Regions from separate parts of the Ovis aries genome. Here region 2 is linked to region 1. Evidence: chromatin contacts called from public Hi-C data. All regions are on one chromosome and are shown on one strand. Each heading gives the region's core, a stretch centred on a gene start, on an enhancer-like site or on the middle of the called end of the contact. The rest is flanking DNA. Distances are from core to core; before and after follow the strand shown. Region 1 has its middle 62 kb from the start of CASZ1. Region 2 overlaps PEX14 (peroxisomal biogenesis factor 14).

Region 1 (5,086 bases), core at 1,185-3,684:
GGGAGTCAGGGGTGTATGATGAGTCTTTCTAGGGAACTTGAAGTAGAGACTGAGCATTAAAGTGAAGTTAGTGTGGGACTCTTCTGGCCGTCCAGTGGTTAAGACTTCAAGCTTCCACTTGCATGGGTTCGATCCCTGGTTGGGGAACTAAGATCCCATATGCCAAGAGGTGTAGTCCAAAAAAGAGAGAGAGAGAAGTTATCCAGGTGGAGAAGTTATCCAGGGAGGGCATGTTCTAGGCATTGGGACGGGTTTGTGCCAAGGTCCTGTGGGGAGAAACCACGGCACAAGGCAGGTGAAGAGCTAGAAAGATGGTGGAGACCGGAAATGGAGCTGTAGACAAGCGGGTGACCCTGGGGAAGTCGGCAGGGTCCACTCCCTGACATGCCGTCTTGGCCAGCATAGGACTTGGGATTTGATGGTAGGGCTGTGGGAGGTGTGTACAGTATAACCGTGCTGCGTTAAACAAGGTCTCTGTGGCCGCGGTGCAGAGAGCGACTGGAGCTGGCGGGGGCTCTGGGGACCCTCCAGGAGGCCCAGGCAGTGCTCCTGGAGCGACACAGTGGCCACTTGGACTAGAGGGACAGGGGCGAGGGAGCGAAGGGGACCACCCTGAGTGGTACTTGTGGCGGGATGGATCACAGTGTTGATGGCGGGGTTGAGCATGTTCTATGTGGAGTGTGTGCAGCTTGGGGAGCCTAGGTGGGAGCGAGGTGGAGGGGCAGGTTGGAGGGTGGAGGGAGAGAAAAGATTTAGGTTTGGGTATGGATATCACAACCCCCCTGAGTCTCAGTTTCCTCCAACTGTAAAGCTTAGTGCGATGCCTGGCTCCCACGTGAGAAGGTCGGAACTTGCAGGGGTGGGAGCCTGGGGTGGGGGTGAGGGCATGAGAAATGCAGAAATGACCTAGAAGGTGTGAGTTGTGACTCCACTTGTCCAGGTGGAGCTAACGGAGGGGACTCGGGGATAGGTGGAAGGCCAGCACCCAGTGCTGCAGGGCAGGAGGCTGTCACCCCATTCTGTTGCTCCCCTGCTGTGTGTCCCTGGGCTTGTCCCCGGACTACCTCGAGCTCTCATCCTCAAGAAGGAGCCCCTGGCTCTGGTGCTCTTGGAAAAGGGCAAAGCCCAGGACCCTCTCCCAAGAAAACGGGGTCTCAGCCCAGGCTCAGGGGAGCTTTGCGGAAGGTCAGCTTGGACCTGCCCTCACACCAGCTATGCAGCCAGGAGCCGGGCTTTCTCTGTCTCCATCGGAGACTGGGGTTGAAGGTGAGAGTCCCGACGCCCCTCCCTTCTACTCTCACTCCTCTCCTTTACCCTGAGCTGGGCCCTGCATGCCCCACAGCTCTGGCATCCCCCCCTCCTTCCACACACCTCCCAGGCTTGCAACTCAGCCGGGAGCCAGGGAGAAGCAGCAGCTTCAAGGTCAGCGGGGATGAGCTCATGGGCAGGGGGAAGATGGGGCTGAGATACCCCCACCCCCCACCGCGGGGACAGCGGGCAGAGAGGACTCCCTCTGAAGCCCTGTGACCCTGGGCTTCAAGGGAGCGGTGGAGAAGCAGGCAAGAGCAGCCCCTTCCCCCAGCCAGGAGCCCTGGGCCTCTGCTCGTATATCTGTCCCTGGATAATGTATATCCAGCTTATGGAAAATATTCATAATGCTCCTTACACCAAACTGGCCCCCTTCCATAGTGCGTGATCTAAAATTAAATCCATTTCAAATATACAGTAGATCGAGTCAAGCTAATATAAATGAAACATGATTAATAGGCAAAACGCTGTCTTCCTTCTCAGGGATGGGGGGAGGCAGGGCTGGGGCGACTCTCCCTCTTCCTCCCCACAGCCCCCCAGAATCCCCAAGGCCTCTACACCCCTGTCTGTCCTCATTTCAAACTCCCCTCTCCCTGAACCTCAAATGTGGACCAACCTTAGAATTTGCCCAAACGATGCCAGGCCATGAGAGCAGAGCAGTTGAGAGGATGGACTTTGGCATCAGGACAGAGACAAGCCCTTGAGATGGCTTAGCCTCTCTGAGCCTCAGTTTCCTCATCTATACAATGGGATAGTAACAACCCCTTGTCTTGTAGGGTTGTTGTGAGTGATCAGTGAGATGATACCGCAGGTAACGCACAGAAGTAGCCAGCACCCCCATAAAGACTGAGTGCAGGTAGGTAGTCTCCAGAGGTCTGCTCCTTGGGCCCCATGGGAGTCGGTATCTGTAGCCCCCTCTGGCCACCCGATCAGCCAGCAGAACAAGGACCAGCCAGAATTCCTGCCATTGCAGGATACGCTGGGTGGGCTATTTTTAGTTTGTTGGCAAGTGACTGTTACTGACCAAATGTTCCCACCACTGGGGACAAACTCTGCTAAGAGGGCACTTGTGTGCTGAGCCCAGGGTGGGGAGGGGTGTTTGCGGCCTGTCCCCGGGGGCTCCACGTGTGTCCCCGTTGCAAACACATTTGGACACAGTTTCCGCAGCCGTTGGCAGAAAGCAGAAGGCCTGGGTGGAGCCAGGCAGCATGCACGCCTGGACTTTCTCTCCTTCCCAGCTGGGCACGTGGGTGCCTCTCACTAAGGACGCTCCTCGGCGTGGAACAAGAAGCAATGTCACCCTTGGAGAGGAGTGGAGCTCTCGGCTCACTGGCCAGCATGCCGCGTTCCTCCCTTCAGGAAAGATTGGGGCTTCCACGGGCTGTGTGTGTGCGCATGCGTGTCATGTGCATGTCTGGTCATCAGACATGGGTGATGTCTGGGTGGTGTCCCACTCCAGGCATGGGTGCCCTCTCCTATTCTCCTGGGCCCCCCCACCCACCGTGTTCCTATGTCTCTCAGACCCACACCATAACCCCCTAACTGCGGGTGATCATCTGAACTTCCAAAGGGGAACCCCATCTCTTGCACAAACCCCTAAGTCTTGGGGTGCCTTCATTCTTTCATCCGGAAAGCATCTCCAGTCCCAGTCCTTCCTTTTTCTCCCCGAGGAGCGGGAAGGAGACGAGCCCTAGGGGGTGGGAGGGGGCGCCGTTGACTCTTTTCTTGTCATTGGCCATTTGCTGCCTGCTTCACCAGGCGTGTTTGGAGCATGTTTGCATAAAGTGGATGCAGGCTGCAATTCCGTGATGAATTCTATGAATACTAATCCGCTACTACCCTTGACCTTGGGGTCACCGAAAGATCAAAACCAAACCATTTAATATTTTCCTTTTGCAGATCAATAGAAGCATAAATTCCCCCTCAATGACAAGTATAATTTCAAACAGATCTATAGAAAGCATGCATGCATTTCCAGCCGCAGACACTCGCTGCCTGCCTGGCCTTTTGGGGAGCAGACAGGAGTTTCTTGCCTTTTCTACCATTGAATTTCTTTTTGCCTTTTTTTATGGCTCTGAAATGCTATTTTCAGCAGCTGCTGTCATATAAATATCTCTTGTTTTTCTTCTCCTCTTTCCCTCCTGGTGAAAAGGGCAGGGGACCTATTGAAAATTCCGCTTTATCTCTTTCAGTCGGGTTCAAGTACAGGTCGAATAATCGATCCCTCCTCCTTTTCTTTTTTAAGTTTCCTGTCGTTCTTTTTGGCCAGATCAGCAGCGGAGAGAAACCAGGAGGGTAGTTCTCTTATGCAGATCCTCTCAGAGGTCTCTATTGCTGGGTCTGTGTGTGTGTGCTCGCTCGTCCACACGAGCGATTTGCGATTGAGTGGGGGGTGGTGTGAGTGTATAAGTGTGTGTGTGTGTGCCTTTGTGTTCAAACTCTCACCCAGAACTTGAGGAGGGTGGAAACAGAAAATCATCAAAGAGAAAAATTTGGGGGCAGAAGTGGGCATCGTTAACCCGTGCAGCTCCTAGGCAGAATCTGGGCTGGGAAGACTGGGAAGGTCTCCCAGTTGGCTTTTCACGCTTGCACCTGACCAAAGCATCTGAGTCTTTTTAAGAATATAATTCCTCCAAGGGGGGAAAGATGCAAGTAGAAAAAGGGAGAAACAAAACTAAACAAAACAAAACTGCAGGCGGAGGGGAAAAAAAGCCAAAGAGAAAGGGAATTAAACCATTAATCTGCCCAGATTTTTCCACTTCACAGAGTAATCAGTTCAGAAGTGACTGAAATAAAGTGGAAGCCACGACTGCCACCACCTCCTCCCTTTAGTCCGTGTTTCTTATTTTCAAAAAATCAGGGAGCCAGGAAGGAGGCCTCCCTGTCCCCCACAAAGGTCCCTAGTGTCTGCTCCAGAGGGGGACGAAGACCCCAGCTCTTAACCGCAGCTTCCCAGTGCTGTGATGCCGGGACGACGGCCACCCTGAGCTGGAGGTGCAAAGCCAAGATGATTTAATTTATAGAAAGGACAAGGATGTCGTGTAGCAGATTTAATCATCGGAGAGTTTAAAAAAAAATAAGGACCGGGCTAATGTCGTAATTTACATTTCAGGATAATAAAGAGAGAAAGACAGCAAAGGAAGGGCCCGTAGCCTGCGAGAGGCAGTGAGGAGGGGAGGCCGACCAGGGGGCCGAGAGAGCCCAATAGATTTGCCTGAAACACCAATAAATTTAAAAACAAACCCAGAAAGCTAAAGACAGCCCCTGGAAAGTGCTGGGAAAATGGACCATCGATTTTAGACTTGATCTGCATTTTGTATTTTAATAATGCTCTCTCTCTGTCTTTCCTTTTCTCTCTCTCCCTCTCTCCCTCTCTCTCTCTCTCTTTTGCAAAATATAAAAGCTGATCTGATAAATATTAATTTGAACCATCATAATGTATTTGAAAATTCCAGCTAAAATGTCACCACATGGAACATTAATGTAATATTTCAAGGCCCTGAGAGCAATACTCATATTGATTGCATTTATTTCACTCTAGGGAGGAGAGATAATTCTTCAATGTGGGACACATCTGGGAGCCAAGGAGGCAGGGGCTGAGGGGAGAAATGCGAAATTATATATGGTCATAAAAAATACAAAACAGAAAATCCTCCCCAAAACTCGCCCATCTCCCGTGGCGTCCCACACCCAAACTTGACTTTGTAATTTCTCAGCATGGCATGGGCCGTGGAAGCTCGTGTGCCTCTGGGCACACGGCAAAAGCTTGAGCATGTGC
Region 2 (5,086 bases), core at 1,243-3,742, 320 kb before region 1:
TGTGGTTGTTTATGGTGTTTAGTGAAAGGTTACTGAACAGTTCAGAGCCACAGTGATTACCATTTAATTCCTTCTGTGTGCTATGGATTCCTTTGCTGAGCTAAAAATTTCTAAATTGGTTTTGTCAGAGGAGGCAACTAGACTGATACCTCTCTGTCTCTGTCTTTCTTTTTAAAAAGTATTTATTTACTTTTCATTTTTGACCACACCATTCAGTACATGGGATCTTAGTTCCCTAACCAGGGATGGAATCCCTGCCCCCTGCATTGGAAGGTGGAGTCTTAATCACTGGGCAATCAGGGAAGTCTCTTGGACTGCTGTCTCCTGATTCAGATTCTCTTCCAGATTTGCATCTTGGTGCTAAAGACAGTCTGAGGGTACACATCCGACCATGGGTACAAGAATCAGTCCTGTGGTCTTTATCTCAGTGCCTCTGAAAGCTGTGTGAAATACGGTGACTCACTCATCATCCATGTCAGGGGCATGGCTTGTCTTGCTCTCTGCACTACCCTCATTGTGTGGACAAGTTACTCCTAAAGTCATCTGGAGCCATGTGGCCCATGTTAGATACCCCTTCTTAGACAGTTGAACTGGCCGTCAACTTATTTCACACGGCTGTGAGGCACGTCTGCTGTCTGTCACCCCCTCCTTGCTGCTGGAGCTGGTTACCAGACTGTACTGTCTTGGCGGGTGGCTGTTCCTGGGCCCTCCCAGGGGCTGCTGTGCTTGTGAAGAGGGCAGCTTTCCCCTGAGAGGAGCTGATTCCACTTGACTGTTTTTGTCATCTTACTGTAAATTTGAAGGTTTTTGAGTGCCAGCTTTCTCTCTTATGCATCATAATTTTGGAACTCTTCTAGTTTTCCCCTTAGGTCACAGAAGAATCTAAAATAATAGCAGGAAGAGCCAGGATTTGGTGGTCTTAGTGTACGTGTGTGTGCTCAGTCATGTCTGACCCCATGGACTGTAGCCCTCCAGTCTTCTCTATCCGTGGGATTTCCCAGGCAAAGTACTGGAGTGGGTTGCCATTTCCTTCTTCAGCAGATCTTCTTGACCTAGGCTTCAAACCCACGTCTCCTGCACTGGCAGGCGGATTCTTAACCAATGCACCACCTGAGAAACCCCTGAATGAGCATGGCTGTGTTCCAGTAACATTTTATTCATCGACACTGAAATTCAAAGTTCATATGATTTTCACATGACCTCTTTTGATTTTTGTTTTTCTTAGCCATTTAGAAATGTAAAACTGTTCTTACAGACTTGTGATTGCCAAGATGTGGCGAAGGATAGACTGGGAGTTTGGGATTGTTGTTGTTCAGTCACTTAGTCATATCCAACTCTTTGCAATCTCATGGACTGTAGCCCATCAGGCTCCTCTGTTCTTGGAATTCTCCAGGCAAGAATACTGGAGTGGGTGGCCATTTCCTTCTTCAGAGGTTCTTCCCGACCTAGGGATTAAACCCCTGTCTCTTGCATTGGTGAGCCGATTCTTTACCACTGAGCCTTAATTGTTCACTTTTTTCTGCTTATCAGGGTATCTAAAGACAATTTTAAGGCTTCCCACGTGTCATTTCCAATTCTTTTCTTGCTGTCTTCGGATTCGAACTGTTTTAAGCTGTGACTGCTTCTTTTTTTGTATTCAGATCTATCTTTATTTTTGGCTGAGCTGAGTCTTCGTTGAGGTGTGTGGGCTCCTCTTGTTGTGGAGCACAGGCTCCAGAGCCTGCAGGCTGCAGGAGTTGTGGCATTTGGAGTCAGTACTTGTGGCTCATGGGCTTAGTTGTCCTTTGGCATGTGGGATCTTCCTGGACCAGAGATCAAACCCATATCCCCTGCATCAGCAGGCAGAAGTCTTAACCACTGGACCACCAGGGAAGTCCTCAAATCTATTTTTTAACATTTAGAAATGTTAAAAAGTGAAAAATTGTCTTTCTTCAGTTTCCTTGTAGGATGTCTGGTAGGAGTGCCATTTAGTGACTCCTCAAAGTTTCAGCTTTGTGCTGTGTGGAGGGTGATGCTCGACAGCATTTCCTGATCCAGAGCTCATCTTCCTTAGAATCCAGGGGCCCATCTTGTTGCTCTCAGAGCAGAAGGTGCTCAGCAATCATGCAGGGACCTCGCCCTGCACCACCTGGTGGTCACCTAGTCAGCGTCTCACCCCCGGTGATGGCTTGATGCCCAAAGGTGTCACTTTCCATGATGCACCCTCTCTTTGCCCCCTTCCTGATCATCCCACTTCTCAGTAGTGCGTGACTAGAGAGAGCTTCACACCAGGGTCCATCTGGCCCAATTTCAAAAGAAGTGGGAACTGAACCTCTATCTGCTGAGCACACGAAGGTGCTGGCGTTTAGAAGTAACCTTTGGAAAGCATCAGATCCAACTTGTGGGGAGAAAGGTACTAGAAAGTAGAGGCAGCGGTGTCGTTAGGAAGGTCCCAGGCACTGGGAGCCACATATTTTTAATGTTGGAGTCACCAGCCACTGCCACAGAGTGAGCTCACAGTCCTCTTCAGGAGCATCTTGGACACTGAGTCATTACATTCCTTTGGAGTGATTCAACTCAACAGCTTGACACCTTCATTAATTTTACAACATGAAGCCTGGGTGCTCTCTGCTTCCTCTTTAACAGTACAGGGGAATTAGAAGAATATGGAAAAAACAGCAAGGGAAACCGAAAGAAGGAGCAGTCAATAAGCTGCTGAAAGACACCATGTGAGGAAATTGAACTCTTTGCCTTTTCTTGGTATCTCCTGGGACTGAGCACCCAAAGCTTGCCACCCGTTGCTGGCACACACAAGCCTTTTTCACTCTGTTCCTGGCATGCCGGCCAACGCTCCGACTGGGAGCCAGCTCGTTTTGCCTTCTCTGCTGAGGTCACTGCTACCGTGATCCGTGTATAATGGCATTTTCCTCCTCTTTTCAGTATGGAGGCTATTACGGTTTCCTCTCTAAACAAGACTTCAAACAATTTGCTGCCAGTTGGATTTCAAAGCCAAGGAAAAGGCAAATGTCATCCTTTTTTTCTCTCCTCTTTGGGTAACTGCTTTGTTGGTTGCATCAAAAATTAGAGGGGTTGCTCTCTAAATTCAGGTGGGGATGTGTGGGGACAGGCATTTAAATTTGCTTTTCTTTCTCCCCAAGGAGAGAACCCTTTTCCTTCTCAACCTTTCCTAAGAAGGAACTTTGATCTCGTCATCCCGGAAAACAAGGGTTTTTATTTCCCGCACAGTGAGAGTGTGCACCACCGCGCTTTCTGTGGCGTGGTTCCGGTCGCCCTCCGCGCTGGTAGCTCTGCGTGTCAGCTCTGCTGCTGAAGCCCCAGCTCCCTTTGCGCTGCAAGTTGGCACTCAGAGTACTTCCTAGTCACCCTTGCCTAAAATCACTCTCAGTTCAGTTCAGTTGCTCAGTCGTGTCCGACTCTTTGCGACCCCATGAATTGCAGCATGCCAGGCCTCCCTGTCCATCACTAACTCCACTTGATACTAAATACTGCCTGTTGCCTTCCACATACATTTCTGGAAGAACTAGTTTAATAAAATAACAAAACCACCAACATTCTGACAAGCAGTTCATGCAATATTTTTAACTAGGGCCAAGAAGAAAAATTTAAACACAGATATTTCACTTGAAGGGTAGTTATTGTGCATATGACATTGCCACCTTTCATAAAGGCTCTTACTGCATATATTGGTGTTTTTAAAGTGAGACTAAGGTCAGTAATGCGTGCTGTGGAATTCCCTAAATGCAGATTTACACAATAGCCTCCACATATTGTGTTCTATCATGTCAACTCACATGCACTTCTACCAGGGATCTTTTATTTCTTTAATGCGAAAAACAAAAGAACAGAGTAAAGTAAAACAAAGGAAATTAGGGCCCACGACTTAATTAGTATAGGGTTGGAACCCAAGTCAACAATGGGAAGGACACAATGACGGAAAGCAGGAAATTCCAAGTTGAAAGAGAGGCTCTTTCCTTTAACTCCTTGAGAGCCAGGGCGCTTGTAAGCGCACTGCTCACCCAGGTGCAGGAGGCTGGCTCAAGTACAACTCAGTGTCTTTATTTTTGAACTTCCTGGCTTTTTGTTGACTTTCCCCTCTCCTCTTCCCCCCACCCTCCATGTAAACGAAAGGTACCTTTGCATGTGCGTGTTAATTGTAGATAAATGGGGGAAAAGTACCTCTCGATTTTGTAACCCTCAGAGAAGGAGAAAGGGGGGGGGGGAATTTCCCTGTCACTGTCATCTGTTCATTTTTTAATGAGCAATTTTAAAAAATTGAAAATAAAAGAGGAAAATGAATAGGTGTTGAACCAGCCCGTGATATGTAAATGCCAACTAGTAATTACCTAAAACCTCAATTTTCATTCTGTTTCATCTTGCAAAACATTTCATTTTCCCGGAGTGAAAACACTTGGTCGGGGCTCGCAAAAGGCAGCGGGGCGGCCGCCTCCTTTGGCCTGCGCGCCCGCCGGCCCCGGCTAGGGGGCACTTTGGCTCCGCGCTGCGGTGGCCTCGGCCACGACCAGCTCAAGGTTATTCCCCTCTTGCCGTTCTGGCGGCTCCGCTCCGCTTGGTCGTGGCGCCCCTCCCCCCACTCGCACTCGTCTGGTTTCGGGGAGCCTCGTGCCTCCTTGTCCTTGCGGAGGATCATAGGATCGTATTGAATTTTGGCTGACCGAGCCTTCCTCTGCATATTAACTTTCCCCTCTTACCTGCCCTCTAGACCCTCGGCCTCCCCGAGTTGCATTTCACACCCTAAGAGCAGCTCTTCGCCAGACTCCCTCTCTCCCTTGGCGATTTCAAACGCAGCAGTTTCTATATTCCGTTTTATTGCTGCTGCTGCTGCTGCCTTTTCCTCCTTTCGTTTTGGCGGCTGGGGGCGGCTCTTTTTGACTGCTGCTCTCACACACGTGCTCTCCTGCCACATTAGAAGGGTAATTCCGACGTGTCTTTTTTGCATGCTCCTAGATTTTCTCTTACTCTGGTTTAGGAGCTGTATTTGTGCTGTATTTGTGCAGCATCTTGGAATGTGGTTGGGGGTTACCCCTGTTTCTGGGCTGGTTGCCTCCCCCGCTCCCCAGCCTGTTCC

What was found. Hi-C and Micro-C count contacts between places; a contact is called where the count stands out from the background.
Region 2: a Hi-C map of muscle shows a contact between it and region 1, with 5 times the contacts expected there. The contact joins two enhancer-like sites. A contact is called at or near these places in 7 of 16 Hi-C or Micro-C datasets (hypothalamus, mesenteric adipose tissue, muscle and 3 more).

What each region holds. Positions count from the first base shown.
Region 1 is chr12:41,999,894-42,004,979 of ARS-UI_Ramb_v3.0, reverse strand. No RefSeq gene overlaps it. Among named protein-coding and RNA genes, the nearest start is that of CASZ1, 62 kb to the left of the region's middle. Within about 2 kb of position 2,434, at least 2 of the 54 cell types and tissues checked have an H3K27ac peak or open chromatin away from gene starts, as enhancers often do. A contact at or near this core is called in muscle, where this site is marked.
Region 2 is chr12:42,318,902-42,323,987 of ARS-UI_Ramb_v3.0, reverse strand. All of the region lies in intron 2 of PEX14 (peroxisomal biogenesis factor 14), which reads left to right. Among named protein-coding and RNA genes, the nearest start is that of PEX14, 43 kb to the left of the region's middle. Within about 2 kb of position 2,492, at least 10 of the 54 cell types and tissues checked have an H3K27ac peak or open chromatin away from gene starts, as enhancers often do. A contact at or near this core is called in muscle, where this site is marked.